Linked DNA regions of Ovis aries: region 2 is linked to region 1. Evidence: chromatin contacts called from public Hi-C data. All regions are on one chromosome and are shown on one strand. Each heading gives the region's core, a stretch centred on a gene start, on an enhancer-like site or on the middle of the called end of the contact. The rest is flanking DNA. Distances are from core to core; before and after follow the strand shown. Region 1 overlaps ASB4 (ankyrin repeat and SOCS box containing 4). Region 2 holds the start of PDK4 (pyruvate dehydrogenase kinase 4).

Region 1 (7,762 bases), core at 1,739-4,238:
TTCAGTCGTGTCTGACTCTGTGCGACCCCAGAGACAACAGCCCACCAGGCTCCCCTGTCCCTGGAATTCTCTAGGCAAGAATACTGGAGTGGATTGCCATTTCCTACTGGCTAAAATTAAACAGATTGAAAACCCCTAATGTTGGTGAGAACCCTCACACATGGCTTATGGGAGTGCAGACTGGTACAATACTTATTTTAAAACATCTAATGATATTGGGGGGATGCCATGGAGGAGGGCATGGCAACCCACTCTAATATTCTTGCCTGGAGAATCCCATGGACAGAGAAGCCTCGCGGGTTACAGAGTCAGACATGACTGAGCAACTGAGCAGGCACACAGACACAACACACCGTATATATTATGTTATGCTGTGGGCTTCCCAGGTGGGGCCGTGCTAAAGAATCTGCCTGCCAGTGCTGGAGACGTAAGGACATGGGTTTGATTCCTGCGTCAGGAAGATCCCCTGGAGAAGGAAATGGCAACCCATTCCAGTATTCTTGCCTGGAAAGTCCCATGGATAGAGGAGCCTGGTGGGCTACAGTCCACGAGCCACAGAGTCACAAAGAGTCAGACAGGACTGACTGAGGGACTGGGCATACACACAAACACACAGGGCGTGTTATATATTATGGGTGGAATTGTGTCCCCTGTTTGGCCCCCTAAAAAGAAGATATGCTGAAGTCCTCATCTCTGGCAGGTCAGTGTGTGACCTTGTTTGGATATGGGGTTGTTGCCGATGTAATTCATTAAGATGAGTGGAGCAGCACGGGCCCTTGTTGCAGTACGACTGGTGTCTCTGTAAGAAGACAGCCTTGTGAAGACACAGAGAGGACCACGTGAATATGGCGGCGGCCCCTGGAGGGTACATTCACAAGCTGAGGCACACCAAGGATTGCTAGCCATCACCAGAAGCTCAGAGCGAGGCACGAGACAGAGTCCCCCTTTAAACTCTCTCAGAAATAGCCACCTTTACCGACTCTTCAATTGCACTTCTGATCTCTAGACTCGTGTACAAATTTCTGTTGTTTGTAGCCACCTAGTTTGTGGCATTTGATTGGCAGCTCTAGGAAGCCAGTACACATTTTCACATTAAAGATGTATATATTTTTACATTCCCAAGAATTTATGGTCTCTAATTTCTTGAATAAATCACAAAATTTTAAATAGAAGTAGTCAAATCATTCTACTTTATGTGTAGTTCCTGAAAAAGTTCACTCAAAGACACAATTCAAATATAAAAACAAGGCTCTCCGATTCAGGAAAACAAACCATGCAGTGTATTTAGTTGTAGCAAGAGGTCAAGGATCCATTGTAAATGTCCAAATGCATTAAAAAATAAAGGATGTGGTTTGTTCCAGGTTGGCCTGTAAATTTCACCCTGACCCTCTGATTCCCTTTCTTACTGGAAATTCTCCAGTGTCTGAAGTGACCCTGCACCGGCTTCTGGGAAGACATTCATTTCATTTCACTCTAGGGCACAGAAAGGCTGACCAGAAAGCTCTGACCCAGAGCTGCTCCAGGGTGGAATCCTGATGAACATGGATGGCAGATCTTCATGAGGGACCATCTTTGCTTATAATTCTGCTGTCTGAAGTTAGGAGCAGAGACAGTCTCAGGCTTTACAGAACAATGCGCTTTCAGAAACCTCACTAGGGGGTGGATTTTGTATTAGACAGCAGGCAAGCTGGTAGGAGTATCCCCTTTCTTAAATGTGTTCCATATGGTCAGAGGATGCCGTGAAAAACGGCATACAGGAGCAACACATGGAGAACAGATTTTTTAAATTAACAAAATGCAACATGACTTCTCTGTTGCTTTCAAGTTTCCAAATATCCAAAGACAGCAAAGCAAACAAAAAATTGTAAAGAAATTAATGAGGTAGAATGGCACAGTGGTGAGAGATTATGAAGCCAGGCTGTCTGCTTTCAAACTTCTGTTCTATTGCTTCTTAGCCTGGAATAGGTATTAGCCTAAGTACAACTTTCTTCATCTGTAAAACTGGGATAAAAATGCACCTCCTGCGAAGAGTTGCTAGGGAGATTCCATGAGGAATATGAAAAGCATTTAGCCCAGAATGTTGTACATGGCAAGTGCTTAATAAATATTAGTTGCTACCTTAATAATAATAATGATATAAGTCTTCCCAGATTTATCCTTGAAGTGACTATAAACATTTCCAATAAAACTGATTATAGAGTAGATCCCCAGGTCATTTAGCTTACCCCAATTAAACTAGGATGAGAAGGAAAATTTCAGTTTCTCAGATTGATCATTCTAGTACTTAACTTTCCAATCAGAAAAAAATAAAATTTACTCATTTTCCTGGTCTGTTAAATAAGTGATTGGATTAAGTAATTTCTAAGGAGATTTCCAAGCACTCATAATTTGTATTTCTAAATAGCCGTTGTCGACGATAAATTGCACGTTAACAGTCTTTCTTTTTTTTTCGATGCGTGTTTTATTTTCCCAGCTTCTATTATTTTCCTTTCAAAATGTGGCCTTTAGTCTAGTTTGGTCATTAGAGTATTTATTTTTGCTCCAGTTGCGTTCCAAAGGAGCCTCATAGAATTCAGCGGCTTGATGTTGTCAGTGTTCAGTCAGAAGACTGAACTTCTATACCACTAAAGTTCCCTTGTACCAAGTTTTCAGGTTTAGCTGCTTGGGAAGAAAAAAAAAATGACATGATGTTTAAGAAATTTCATCAAGAAATTGATGACTTTTAAAGCCACACATACAACATATAAGCCTCAAAGATTGTGATATAACCTTTATTTATTTATTTTTTAGTACTTGCTATTTTAGATAAAAGCTAGATAAAAGATAAAATAGATAAAAGCTATTTGGTTATCAGAATCACTTCGTATTTGCCAATCCACCTAGGAGTAGGAACTAGAACTCAACCGGCAATGCTGCAGCGCACGGTCCCAATCTCCCATCACCCCATATATTTACTGCTTGCCCAGAAGGTGGCACTGTCGTTTCAAAGCAGTGGCTCCCATGGGGTCCAGAAATGGAACTTGGAAAAATGGGTAGTCGGAAGCAGCGAGAAAAGGCCTGTTTAATGAGCCTTGTGAGTAATGGGAAAATATGTTTAAATAATTGTCTGCTTCAACCTCCCTTTCTAGGGGCGAACGTGAACATGAAGACCAACAACCAGGATGAGGAGACGCCCTTGCACACCGCTGCCCACTTCGGCCTCCCTGAGCTGGTGGCCTTCTACGTGGAGCACGGGGCCATCGTGGACAGTGTGAACGCCCACATGGAGACCCCACTGGCCATCGCAACCTACTGGGCCCTCCGCTTCAAAGAGCAGGAATACAGCCGGGATCATCACCTCATCTGCCGCATGCTGCTGGACTACAAGGCGGAGGTCAACGCCCGGGATGACGACTTTAAATCTCCGCTCCACAAGGCAGCCTGGAACTGCGACCACGTGCTCATGCACATGATGCTGGAGGCTGGCGCAGAGGCCAACCTCATGGACATCAACGGCTGCGCGGCCATCCAGTACGTGCTGAAGGTCACCTCCGTGCGGCCCGCCGCGCAGCCTGAGATCTGCTACCAGCTGCTGCTGAACCACGGGGCTGCTCGCATATACCCGCCACAGTTCCATAAGGTGAGGCTGCCGCGTGGGGAGCTGGGCCGATGGGCAGCAGGGTAATGGGGACTCAGAGCGTGGCTCAGTCTGAAATCGCCAAGTCACTCAAGCCTGTTGGAGGCCTGGCTAACTGCCTCTGACCTTCAATCTGAACTTCCATTTGTTATATACCCCTAGCTATCTCAGCCTAGTCCATGTTTGTTTGAAATCTGGGCTGAGAGCAGAAAAAGAGCAAGAATAGCAGGTAATTCTCCATGGCTTATGTGAACACCAGTGAACTGGTAGTGGCTTCCTGGGGGACTGAATGAACAAGATCAGAAGGATACTGATCGTCTGCAGAAGCGGCAAATGGCGCCACATGTGGAAGAGCGTCTCTTCCGCAGATGTCTGCTCTATAGATGACAGAGCCTGCTTTGGAACTGGTTTGAATATATGAAAGGGCGGCTCAGTTTTCTAGTTTAATGAAAACTAACATTTATTAAGAATTAATAATATTTATTATAGAAAAATTATGTTTATTAAGCACACGTATAAATCATCTTACATTTCTTAATTTAATTCATTTAATTCTGTAATAATCTGATAAGGTAGATTATATTATTATACCTATTCTATAAAGGAGGAAGCTCAGGCACAGAATAGTTAAGCAATTTGTCTGATCTCACACAGTGGCGCTGTAGGTATTCTACCTTAGTTCACTTGGTGCTAGTGTTTAATTTTGTAATATACTACACAACCTTTATTTTAATAGTATTTATTGATAATTTCTAATGGGCTGCTGCTGCTGCTAAGTCGCTTCAGTCGTGTCCGACTCTGTGCGGCCCCATAGACCGCAGCCCACCAGGCTCCCCCATCCCTGGGATTCTCCCACTGGAGTGGGTTGCCATTTCCTTCTCCAGTGCAGGAAAGTGAAAAGTGAAAGCGAAGTCGCGCAGTCATGTCCGACTCTTGGTGACCCCATGGACTGCAGCCCACCAGGCTCCTCTGTCCATGGGATTTTCCAGGCAAGAGTGCTGGAGTCGGGTGCCATTGCCTTCTCTGTCTAATGGGCTAGTAGGGACCAAATATTAACAATACTGGCAAGACTAACACATGGTCACTACTCTTAGTTAGCTTAGGATCTAGCTGGAGAGACAAACACATAAAGAGGTAACTTTAATATTTCATGGTAAATGACAAAATAGAGGAGTGAAGGGTTCTATAGCGCATGGGAGAGAGTTTAGCATTAAGTTGATGATGGTGCTTAATTTAGAAACCAAAATGCCCTTCACCTAAAATAAATTGAATGATAACGTACCTAGGACCCCACTCATCTAAAAGAATTGACAGGCTGCAGAGGAGTTTTATGTGCTCACGAATGCAGGGTCACAGAAAGCTAGCTGACAGAAGTTTTACCAAATTCACAGCCAGCTTCTACCTCCTACCTCGGTAAAATGTCTGAAGTCCTGCAGTGGGAAGGTTAGTTGGAAGAGAAGTCCCACTAAAGAAATTTAGGGGAGGTGCACTCAGCACATTCCATACAGTCGACCCACAGACATCCCAGCGCAGATGTGATGAGTTTGATGATTCCTGAGATCTCAGGAAGGAATTTTCTTTTGGTTGTCGGTGTTTCAGTGGAGGACTTTTTTTTTCTTTAAAATTGTATGTAATTCCCATAATGTCCTGGAACTTTATCAAACTTTTATAGAGAATTCCAAGAGGTTGTGGCTCAGCTGGTAAAACAATCTGCCTGCAATGCGGGAGACCTGGGTTCAATCCTTGGGTTGGGAAGATTCCCCTGGAGAAGGGAAAAGCTACCCACTCCAGTAATCTGGCCTGGAGAATTCCATGGACTGTAGAGTCCATGGGGGTCATAAAGAGTTGAACACGACTAAGCGACTTTGACTTTCACCTTCCAAAAGATTATGGTGATTAGAAATAAGATAATAAATAATGTTACAATAATATCCTTTGTTGAGTTCTAGATAGGCTTTATACAGATTATTTACTTTTATTTTTATAATAACCTCTGAGGTAGGCATTGATATTATCCTCACTTAAAAGGTGATGGAATTCAGATACTTTTCTAAAGTCACACACAGTAAGTGGTCAAGCTCATTTATTTTTTTTTTTACTGAACTGTGTATTTCCTTTTAAAAAATTATGTTTTTATTGGAGTATAGTTGGTTTATAATGTGTTAGTTTCTGCTGTATAGCAGAGTGAATCAGATATATCCATTTATTTAACAAGATTCCCTGAGTACCTATTATGTGCCAGGAACTGTTCCAGGAGATGGAGACAGAGCCATGAATTAAACAAGGGCCTTCATGGAAGTTACTGTCTAGTGGGAGGTAGGGAAAAACAAAACAGCAGATGAAAGAAATACACTCTGCTATGTTAGGTGCTGTGGAGACAGTAAAGCAAGGTAAATAAAATAAGAGACTGTGGGGTTTCTTCGGTTTACGTATGTGCTATTTTACAAAGGCTGATTAGAGAAAATGAGAATGTGAAGAAGCAAGTCATGTGGATACCTGGCGGTGGGCGGAGGTGGGAGGGGAGCATTCTAGGCATAAGAAAGCAGGTGCAAAGATTCTGAGGTAAGAGAGGACTAAACATGTTTAAGGAAGCCAGAGTGCCTGAAGTGGGGTGAGAAAGAGGAAGGAGAAGTCGGAGGGGCATATGAGAAGGTGGTTTGCAGACCATTTATATGGCCTTGTAGGGTGTGCTGATGGGCTTTCCAGGTGGTGCTAGTGGTTAAGAACCCACCTGGCAATGCATGAGACATCAGAGACCTGGGCTCCATCACTGGGTCAGGAAGATCCCCTGGAAGAGAGCGTGGGAACCCACTCCAGTATTCTTGCCTGAAGGATCCAGTGGACAGAGGAGCCTGGCGGGCTACAGTCCATGGGGTCATAAAGAGTTGGACCTGACAGAAGTGACTTAGCAAGCATGTACTGGTTGAATATAGGTGGCATTTCAAATAAGATGAGGGCTAAGTTGCCACTGGGCTAGACAACTAGTCTAGTTTTACTGGGGACCTCAACAAGAGTTATTTTGGTGGGACATTGGTGAAAAAAGTTTAATCAAAGTGGATTCAAAGGAAAAAGGGATAAATGGAAGTGAAACCAGTGAAGAATTGGAGGCATTTTCTTAAAATGGAAGCGTAGCTGGAAGGGAATGATGGTTCATATGTTTGTTGACTGATGGGAATGTTCTAGGAAAGGGAGAAAAACGTCTTGCAGGCAATTACTTGAGCACCATCTTGATTTGGAGACAGAAGATGGGGTCTAGGGCCCAAATGGAGGTGTTGTTCTTGGCGCAGTTCATCCATCATAGTAGAAGGGAAAGCAGTGCCTATGTACCCAGATGTGGGGATGCCGGTAGATATGTTAATAAGAGTTTGTACAAGTTCTATTAAAATTGCTTCTGTTTTCTCAGTGAAGAATGAGAAGTGGATGGAGACGAGGTCTGAAGGCTTAAGGCAAAGGTGAGGGTGTGAGATGTTTATCATGGGGAGCAAATGGACTTGGGAAATATAGTAGGGTTGCTGGTTGGCTCAAGCCTATTAAAGGTTAATAGTCATGTGTTTGATTCAGAATGAGGTCTGTCTGACTCCTGAGCCTAAGCCCTTAGATTTAGCAGTTTCCACTGTGTTTTCTGTTATTACCCAGGAAGTGTAATTAAACCTGAAGGATCACAACACAAGAGGAGACCTAAAGAGGTCATTATATTTAATTCTCAAGACCTTAGGGAGAACTAGTGCTCTTATTGTGTTTGCAAATCTCCACGAAGGCAGATTCTACAGCATTCCCTTCCTTGGGTATCTCGTGGATTTTGGACCCCTACCCCTACTCCAGCATCCCTTCCTTTTTTTTGGTAAATCATATAAACTAATCCTTTACTTCTTATTCCTGACCTAGAATAACTCATATGTATCCTAGTAAATTTTTACATCTTTGTGAAATCAACCTTGAATATATTCACTGGAAGAACTGATGCTGAAGCTGAAGCTCCAATACTTTGGCCACCTGATACAAGAGCTGACTTATTGGAAAAGTGCCTGATGCTGGGGAAGATTGAGGGCAGGAGGAGAAGGGGGCAACAGAGGATGAGATGGTTGGATGGTATTGCCGACTCGATGGACATGAACTTGGGCACACTCTGAGAGATAGTGAAGGACA
Region 2 (7,762 bases), core at 3,151-5,650, 90 kb after region 1:
TATGTATCAAGACTATCGTGACGAACTAACTTACTGTGCTGGTTCATCAGCATCCGGGTAGAAATACGATTCATGTAAAATCGATCCAAGAAATACTGAAGATTTTGATTGGTGACTGGGTCAGCTGTACAGGCATCTTTATATTCCAGGACTCCCTGTGCCATTGTAGGAATTACATCATGGTGTCTGTTTCGAACTTTGATGAGAGTATCTACAAAACTAAGCCAAGATACATTTATGGTTGATAGAGGTTCAAGTCAGTTTCATTAATTTCTATTTCTTAGATTACTTCAAAGAAGGTTAAAGCTTTTTACAAGTACCCGTCTACACAAATCAAATGATAAAATGTTTGGATGAAGCTTTATTTAGATTCTCACTACAGACTCTTTGACTCCAGTAGAGGAGACAGTTTCATAAACAGATTTATTTTGCTTTTAGCTTGCATGTGAAAATAACAGCTCTGTGACTGGTGTTTTCATTCTAGTTGTTCACTAAGGCTTCTCTTTTAAAAAATAACAATTAAAAAGATAAATCAGATTGGAGATGGCTCTAAAATGCCATCGTGAAAGAAACTCCAAATCTCTTGTCAGATTTAGAAAAGAATCTTATAGCTAGAAACTGTCAGTTACTCTGAAAGAAAATGTTTACTCTCCAGTGACATGGTCATGTGATAGGAAGTTCTCCTACAAATATGATCATCATACCAAATTTATAATAAAAATAGATTTCCTTTTTCAAAAAACCCTCTACATATTTCATTCTCAGAATCATGTTCAATGCCATTGTTCTCTATTACTTTTAAAACCCAGCAAGCCAAAACTTGTCATTTGTAAGGGGGTAGTTATTTACTATTCAGGACAATACTATAAATTATCCTTTAAGTTAGTTCTAAAGAATAATATGATGTTTATAATCAAAGTTTTAGACACTTGTCCTAATGCCTAACACTTACTCTGATAATGCCTTTTGGTCCTCTGGGCTTTTCTCATGGAATTCCACCAACTCTATCAGGCTCTGCATATACCTACAAAGCAATAATAGGTGTGCTTTAAGTTTTAAAATTGAATAGTCAGTTACAGGTGGCTGAAAATATATTGCTTCTTTCAAAAGAGTTGAAGAGAGAAAGTATATTTAAAATGAAAACTTTCTTCCAAGACATCTGGAAAACATTATGTCTTAGAAAAACAAAAATGATTTAACCCGCAACTTAATAACTTAAAATTTTAACTATCCTAGATCACTAGTCAGTTTTCTGTTTTGTTTGTCAAGAGTCTTTATTTTTATAGCAAAATCATTTAGAAACAACTTTTACAGAAAGGCTTCATGCTTTTTTCCTACTGCATTCATGGGAGAAGTCTTGAAGTCTTGAAAGCAAGACTCTAGAAGTCTTGAAAGCAGCAGTAAATACTAAGGATTGAGTGTGTGTTTCAGATTGCCCTGTTTAATGACTGTATAATACATATATTCCTTAAATCAATAAACAAAGAGCTGTGTAAAAGGTAGGTTAGGGTGAAGGTCTGGTATATATCTGCCTCTGTTCTCTGAAAATCTGCTGCTTTGGGTTATCTACTCTCCCTAACCAGAGAAGGCAATGGCACCCCACTCCAGTACTCTTGCTTGGAAAATCCCATGGACAGTGGAGCCTGGTGGGCTGCAGTCCATGGGATCACAAAGTTGGACACGACTGAGCAACTTCACTTTCACTTTTCACTCTCATGCCTTGGAGAAGGAAATGGCAACCCACTCCAGTGTTCTTACCTGGAGAATCCCAGGGACGGAAGAGCCTGGTAGGCTGCCATCTCTGGGGTCGCACAGAGTCGGACACGACTGAAGCAACTTAGCAGCAGCAGCAGCAGCAACAGCAGCAGCAGCACTCTCCCTAACTTAGTCTTTATTTTCAGATAGAGATAATGACTGAACTGAGTGCTGGCCGTGGGCCAGGTACTTTCTCAGAGCCTTTAAATGGATTACCTCATTTAATTGCACCCAAACATCCCTTTGAGGCATCATCTTCATTCTCTTCCAAAATAGATGAGGGGGTTTGAGGCCTAGAGATAAGAGATACTAACCAAGGATTTTTACAACTAAGAAGGGACAGAGCCGGGATTTGAATCCAGAAGCTGCTTCATTAGTTGGTTTGTAAGCAACAAAGATTAGTGAGTGAGTGAGTGAAAGTTGCATCTTACTTTTTGCGACCCCATGGACTGTACAGGCCAGAATACTGGAGTAGGTAGCCTTTCCCTTCTCCAGGGGATCTTCCCAACCCAGGGATCGAACCCAGGTCTCCCGCATTGCGGGCAGATTCTTTACAAGCTGAGCCACCAGGGAAGCCCAGGAATACTGGAGTGGGTAGCCTATCCCTTCTCCAGTGGATCTAGCTGGCCCAGGAATTGAACCGGGGTCTCCTGCATTGCAGGCGGATTCTTTACCAACTGAGCTATGAGGGAAGCCCCCATCTTTGATGTCTTCTTTTTTTTTATTCAGAATACTCCCCAATTTTTAATTCTAGCCAGACTCTCCACTTAGTTTCTGAATGGTATAGCCAAATGCCAGCAAGACATTTTAGGCCCTCTCTAAATAGTAGTCATTCCGTATCTTATTTCTAGCATAGGATTCTTTTTGCAATATCAAACTTTTTTATGATTTAAAACATAAGTATGGTAACTGTTGATTATTTTTCATATTTTCTTCTAGAGGTAAAAATTATATTGTGAAAATATCTACTTTATCAGGTTTATAGCTTTATAACTGCCCTTAGGATAGCTTACCCTAGATTAATAGAAAATTCTTTACATCTTGCTAAATAGCTAAGGTTCAGACCACCTGTTTTCCAATTAAGATTTTAATACATTGTAAGAATTCACAGTCAGATAACTGTTTTAAAACTAGAGACTGTTTCAGAATGGTTCACCACTTACCAGCTCTTAACTAATTGCACTGAAGAGGTATTTACTAGTCGTTCAGGGAGTATATAAATTTCCTTCAGGATATTGGCTAGCCTCACAGGCAACTCTTGTCGCAAAAATGCAAAAGAGGTTCTTTCACATGCGTTTTCTGAACCTGCAATAAACAACATTAAGTTTTTTCAAAAACACGTACCTAAATTATATATTTGAGTAGCATTAACTATCCACACACACATATATATTACGAAATTTTATTTCACCCTCAGCAGTAAGCATCTACTTATAATTCATTAGTAAGCATCTTCTTCTTTATCGTCTGTTTCTTTCTTTTAGAAAAAGTGACCAAATATGAGAATTACTGTTTTCTCTTTTTGATGAGGATTCACTTCCAAGAAGTCATAATATCCCAAGGCTCTTAGTATTTCTAAAAGAGTGCAGGATTCAATCCAACAACAAGGTCGAGAAGACAACATCATTCAGAGTTCTAGATAGGAAGCTGGATTAAGGACATTGGGGTTGGGGGGGGTTTGGGAGGGGTGAGGAGGAGGATGTCTTGATGTTTACAGACTAGTGATAAATACTAATATATTTAAATCCTTGAAATTTTCTTAATAAGATTTTTCTGCCGAAAGTTTGCAAATATTTTCAGCAGTAGTGCAAATACAGAAAAAAACGATAAAGATAAAGAAACAAAGAAATTTGTTAGGACTACAGAGAGATGAACCCTGTGGAGGGTGGCTAGAGGTTAAAAAATAGCAATTAATTCAAGCCTACTTAATAATACAAGAATCTTCTCCAAGAAGTAATATGCGATGAAGGAGGGGATAACGTTTCCTCTTTAGGGACAAAGGGAAGTTTCAGTATTGTTAAATGATGACTGGAGGCAAAAAGTCTTTCGACTGAAAGGCTAGGACAGAAGGAGGAGGGTGAGCTCCTCTGGCAGGCATCAGCGGGGCTGCAAGTGGTCTTGACCTGCAGGCACAGACTGTGAGAAAGCAGGGAGATCTAAGAAAGACAAAGTGTGCTGGCGTCGAGGTTCCAGGGTTCCGCAGGAAAGCGGCCCCCGGTTGTTTTAAGTTACTGAGTCCTCCCTATACCGGGACTGAAAGCTGAGGCAGCTCCCCAGACCTTCCCGGGCCCCACTTCCCCGCTCACCGAAGTCCAGCAGCTGCTTCATGGACAGCGGAGACGGGCTGTAGCGCGAGAAATGCTCGACCTCGCGGGGGATCAGGGTGCCAGCGCTGCGCATCACGAAGCGTGCCGCCTTCATCTTGATGCCCACCGTCCCGGGCCGGAGCTGGGGCTGGTTTGTGGGGAGAAGGCTGACCTGGGACAGCAGAAGGGGCGGGACGCGTCCGGGCAGGGAGAGCAGGTGGGCCAGCGGACTCGTGCGCCCCGGCCTGGGCTGAGGTTCCGGGGAGGGGGGAGCTTCGCGGTTGAGGAGTCGGCCGGTGAGTTGCAGAGCCGTAGGTGGCTTGAGACAAGTTTGTGTCCTGTCACCTCCCCTCGCCTCCCGAGGTTTTATTTGTTTCCCTGCACGTCCCTCCACTCCCCCCGACCCCGCACCCGCCCCAGAGGGGAGGAGTCACTGGGACTTGGAGAGCTTCCTGAACTTGGGGCTGCGCCAGTCGGCTCAGATAAAGAACTTTGGGTCCCGCCTCCAGGTCGCGGGGGCCTGGCCCCCAGAGGCTGTCAGGTGTAAGGGGATAGCAGGAAGCCCGAGCGGACGTCAGGAGGTACGGGGGCTCAAGATCAGACCCTTGGGACAGGACCCCGGAGAGCGTGGGCTGGTGGCCAGCCCAGACCCGTCCTTGTTTACTAGAGACGGCTGTCTCAATGTCACGCATTCCTGGCCAGAAACTATTTCCAAAAATCTGCGTTCGGAGACATCACTGGTCCTTGCTCAGAGCGGGCCTTTTACAGTAGCTAATCAGCTTTGTCCAAAAATATGGGCAGCTCTGCTATTGGACAGCGAAGAGAATCAACAGCCTGGAGTTCTTCCTGCGTTTTTTCCATCAGTGAATGGTACAGGTCGGGAACTGAAAGTTCCTTTTACTGGAACTTGAGGAACAGACCAAAGAACGGGTTATTTTCCCTGTGCAGATAAAAAAAGCCATCAGTCTGTTTCCTTCCAGTAATACATTCCCTCCATGAGGCTTAACGCTTTTAATTAAAAACAAGATTCAGAAGGGATTAACTTGTCAATTTGACTCACTTTTTCCCCTTTCCATCAGAGACTTTGCCACTTTGTCCTTCTGTATGAAATGTCCTTTATCCAAATCTTTGCCTAAGATGTTATTTTATACTAGTAAATGTCCAGCACAACCTATGTGCTACAAGGTATCTTCCCTGATTGCTTCTCCTCACTCCTTCTTCCAAATATAGCTTTTCTCACTTATGACATTATATCGTAGCTATTTATTTTCTTATATTTTCCCTTCTGAACCCTCTGCCCTACAAGGTTTGGGACCATGTCTGATGACTCTTTCTGAGTCCTACTTTTGCTTTGTTGATACTCAAGTTCAGTTATGGAAACATGGGGAAAGTTCCAAATTGCATCTCCACTTGGAGATAAGTTTTGATACCACTATGATTTATGTCTTTGCATTCTGAATCCTTTCTTACGTAATTGCATAGCTCTATGAAACAACAACAGCAACAAAAATGGTCGAGAAGTCAAAAGACTAAATAAAACTTCTCTGATGAAGCAAGTAAATTTAAGGTAAAAAAAAATCCCTTCTTTTTACTTTAATACATCCTAAGAACAGAAGTAAAAGAAAAGCATCCCTTTGCTTTTCTAACCCTGTGTGTGGGATCTGGAATAGGCAAAGTATTTCAAAGAATTCTACTCTTTAATCTTCAGAGGAAAAGCAATGGAAATGATGGTGTTCATTACAAGCAGGTTTAATTCAGGAGAGCCCCATTGAGCACTTGACCTGGCTTACCCTGCAGGACTCCCGTATGTGTGGTGGGGTGATTAAAGATCAGATGAAGTCATATGATGTTCACAGAGACGGCTAAGGGCTAAATGTGAACTGAGGTCATCACACTTTTGTGTGCATGTTATCCCATCCAATAATGTTTACCAGGTTGTCCTCACAGTACATTACATTCTTCTCTGTCATTTCTCTATGACAGGAACAGTTGTTTATTGACAACATCGATGGTAACTAGGCTGGAGTAGGCAGGTCAAGTTGCGTACCCAGTTGGATGAGATGCCATGTATTACCGTGATTAGAATGTGACCTGGAAAGAAAGCTGCGTTTATATTAGGCTGATCTCAGAACTTGGAGGTGATCCCGTTGCTATGACAGTAACGGAAAGGGAATTATTGAGGAGCAATGGGTATGGACAGATCTGCTCATTCATTTGAGTAAAGGTAAACATCAGAGGACTGCCAGTGGATTTGGTGTTAATGGGCAGGGGGGAGTACCAGAGCTTCCCCCTTGTACCCTGTGCTGAACACATCCTCCCTGCTGGAGGCAACTGATTCCTGCAATTTTCAGGAGCACACTTATTTTCAGGAGCATCAGATGAATTCTTTCTAGCCTAGCAAAATCTAATAACACAGGACCTGTGATTGAGCTTCAAGGATGCAAGTCACACTTTTGCCAAAGGGCTGGGCATGTCCAATTTAAAGAAGGCATCAAGACTCTAAAGAGAAGCCCATTCAACTTTTCTACCTCTAGGAGCATATTCCAAAGAAGCGATTAAAAATACACATAACAGTAACTTTAGAAGCCATAATGGAAAGATGAACAGATTTGACTACAGAATATTTCAAGTTAATAAAATGAGCAGCCTACTTGGAGAAAGTATTTTCAGAGTGTATAACAAACAAATGATTCTTTAAGAAATGGCTACTTCAACACAGAACAATATAGACATGCCTCTGTTCCCTAATGGAGATTATAGATTTGTGGGGGAAACAGGCATTACAAAGCAAATGGACAGTGAGGGCCATGAAGAAATTCATTTGCAGAATATAATGGGAGCTGTTGAGGCTTTGTGGGCAAGGAAGGTCTCTCTGAGAAAGTAACAATTATAAAAGATGGAGCAGGCTTCCACTGCGGGGTGAGAAGGGAATATTGGTGAAGAGATTGAGGAAAGCCAGGCCTAAATCACTGTTTGGTCTCTGATAACTTCTTACAGTTGGTACTTTTAGAGAATACTGTGTATCAGGAGCTGGACTGGGGATGCCTTGGTAGGTGCAAAAGCATTTTCTCCTGACCAACAGTGGGTGATGGAAAACAATCGTCGATTTTAGAAAATTATGGGATTTAAAAAAATTTAATCCTCAGAGCAGGACAAAGAATACAATTAGTGCATTATCAAATACTTCATAATAGAGATTTGATCAGTGTGTCACGGTGGTGGTAATAGTAATGGTGGCGATGCTCACATCTCCAAACTCTGGTGATGTTTGGAGGAAGAGCTGTGTTGGAGATTAGGGAATGCTCTCTCTGAGGACTGGATTTTGGGGTAAGCTTAGAAGGATGAGGAGGATTTGGGCAAATTATTGGTAGATGATGTGGAAGGATTTCTAAGCCTAGAAAAAGTATGGGTGTACAAGCTAGGGAATATAGTAGAGAAATAATGACTAGTTTACCAAAGTGGGGAGGAAATGGAAGATTGGGTTACATCATGAAAGCCTTAAATGCTGGTATGAGGACTTTGCTATTCCTGGAGTGAGTGAGTGAAGTCGCTCAGTTGTGTCCGACTCTTTGTGACCCCATGGACTGTAGCCTACCAGGCTCCTCAGTCCATGGAATTTAGCAGGCAAGAGTACTGGAGTGGGTTGCCATTTCCTTCTCCAGGGTAGGCATCATTAAACTGTTGAAGCCTCCTAGGCAGCA

What was found. A called contact is a pair of places that touch in the nucleus more often than the background predicts.
Region 2: a Hi-C map of tail adipose tissue shows a contact between it and region 1, with 2.7 times the contacts expected there. The contact joins the promoter of PDK4 here to the enhancer-like site in region 1. A contact is called at or near these places in 5 of 16 Hi-C or Micro-C datasets (hypothalamus, mixed tissues, omental adipose tissue and 2 more).

The regions. Positions count from the first base shown.
Region 1 is chr4:13,584,218-13,591,979 of ARS-UI_Ramb_v3.0, forward strand. ASB4 (ankyrin repeat and SOCS box containing 4) reads left to right here. Exons shown (of 8, transcript XM_060414490.1): 6 at 3,129-3,619. Among named protein-coding and RNA genes, the nearest start is that of PDK4, 89 kb to the right of the region's middle. Within about 2 kb of position 2,989, at least 7 of the 54 cell types and tissues checked have an H3K27ac peak or open chromatin away from gene starts, as enhancers often do.
Region 2 is chr4:13,673,197-13,680,958 of ARS-UI_Ramb_v3.0, forward strand. PDK4 (pyruvate dehydrogenase kinase 4) reads right to left here and starts at 4,401. Exons shown (of 11, transcript XM_004007738.6): 1 at 4,062-4,401; 2 at 2,919-3,060; 3 at 953-1,024; 4 at 35-219. The coding sequence starts at 4,176.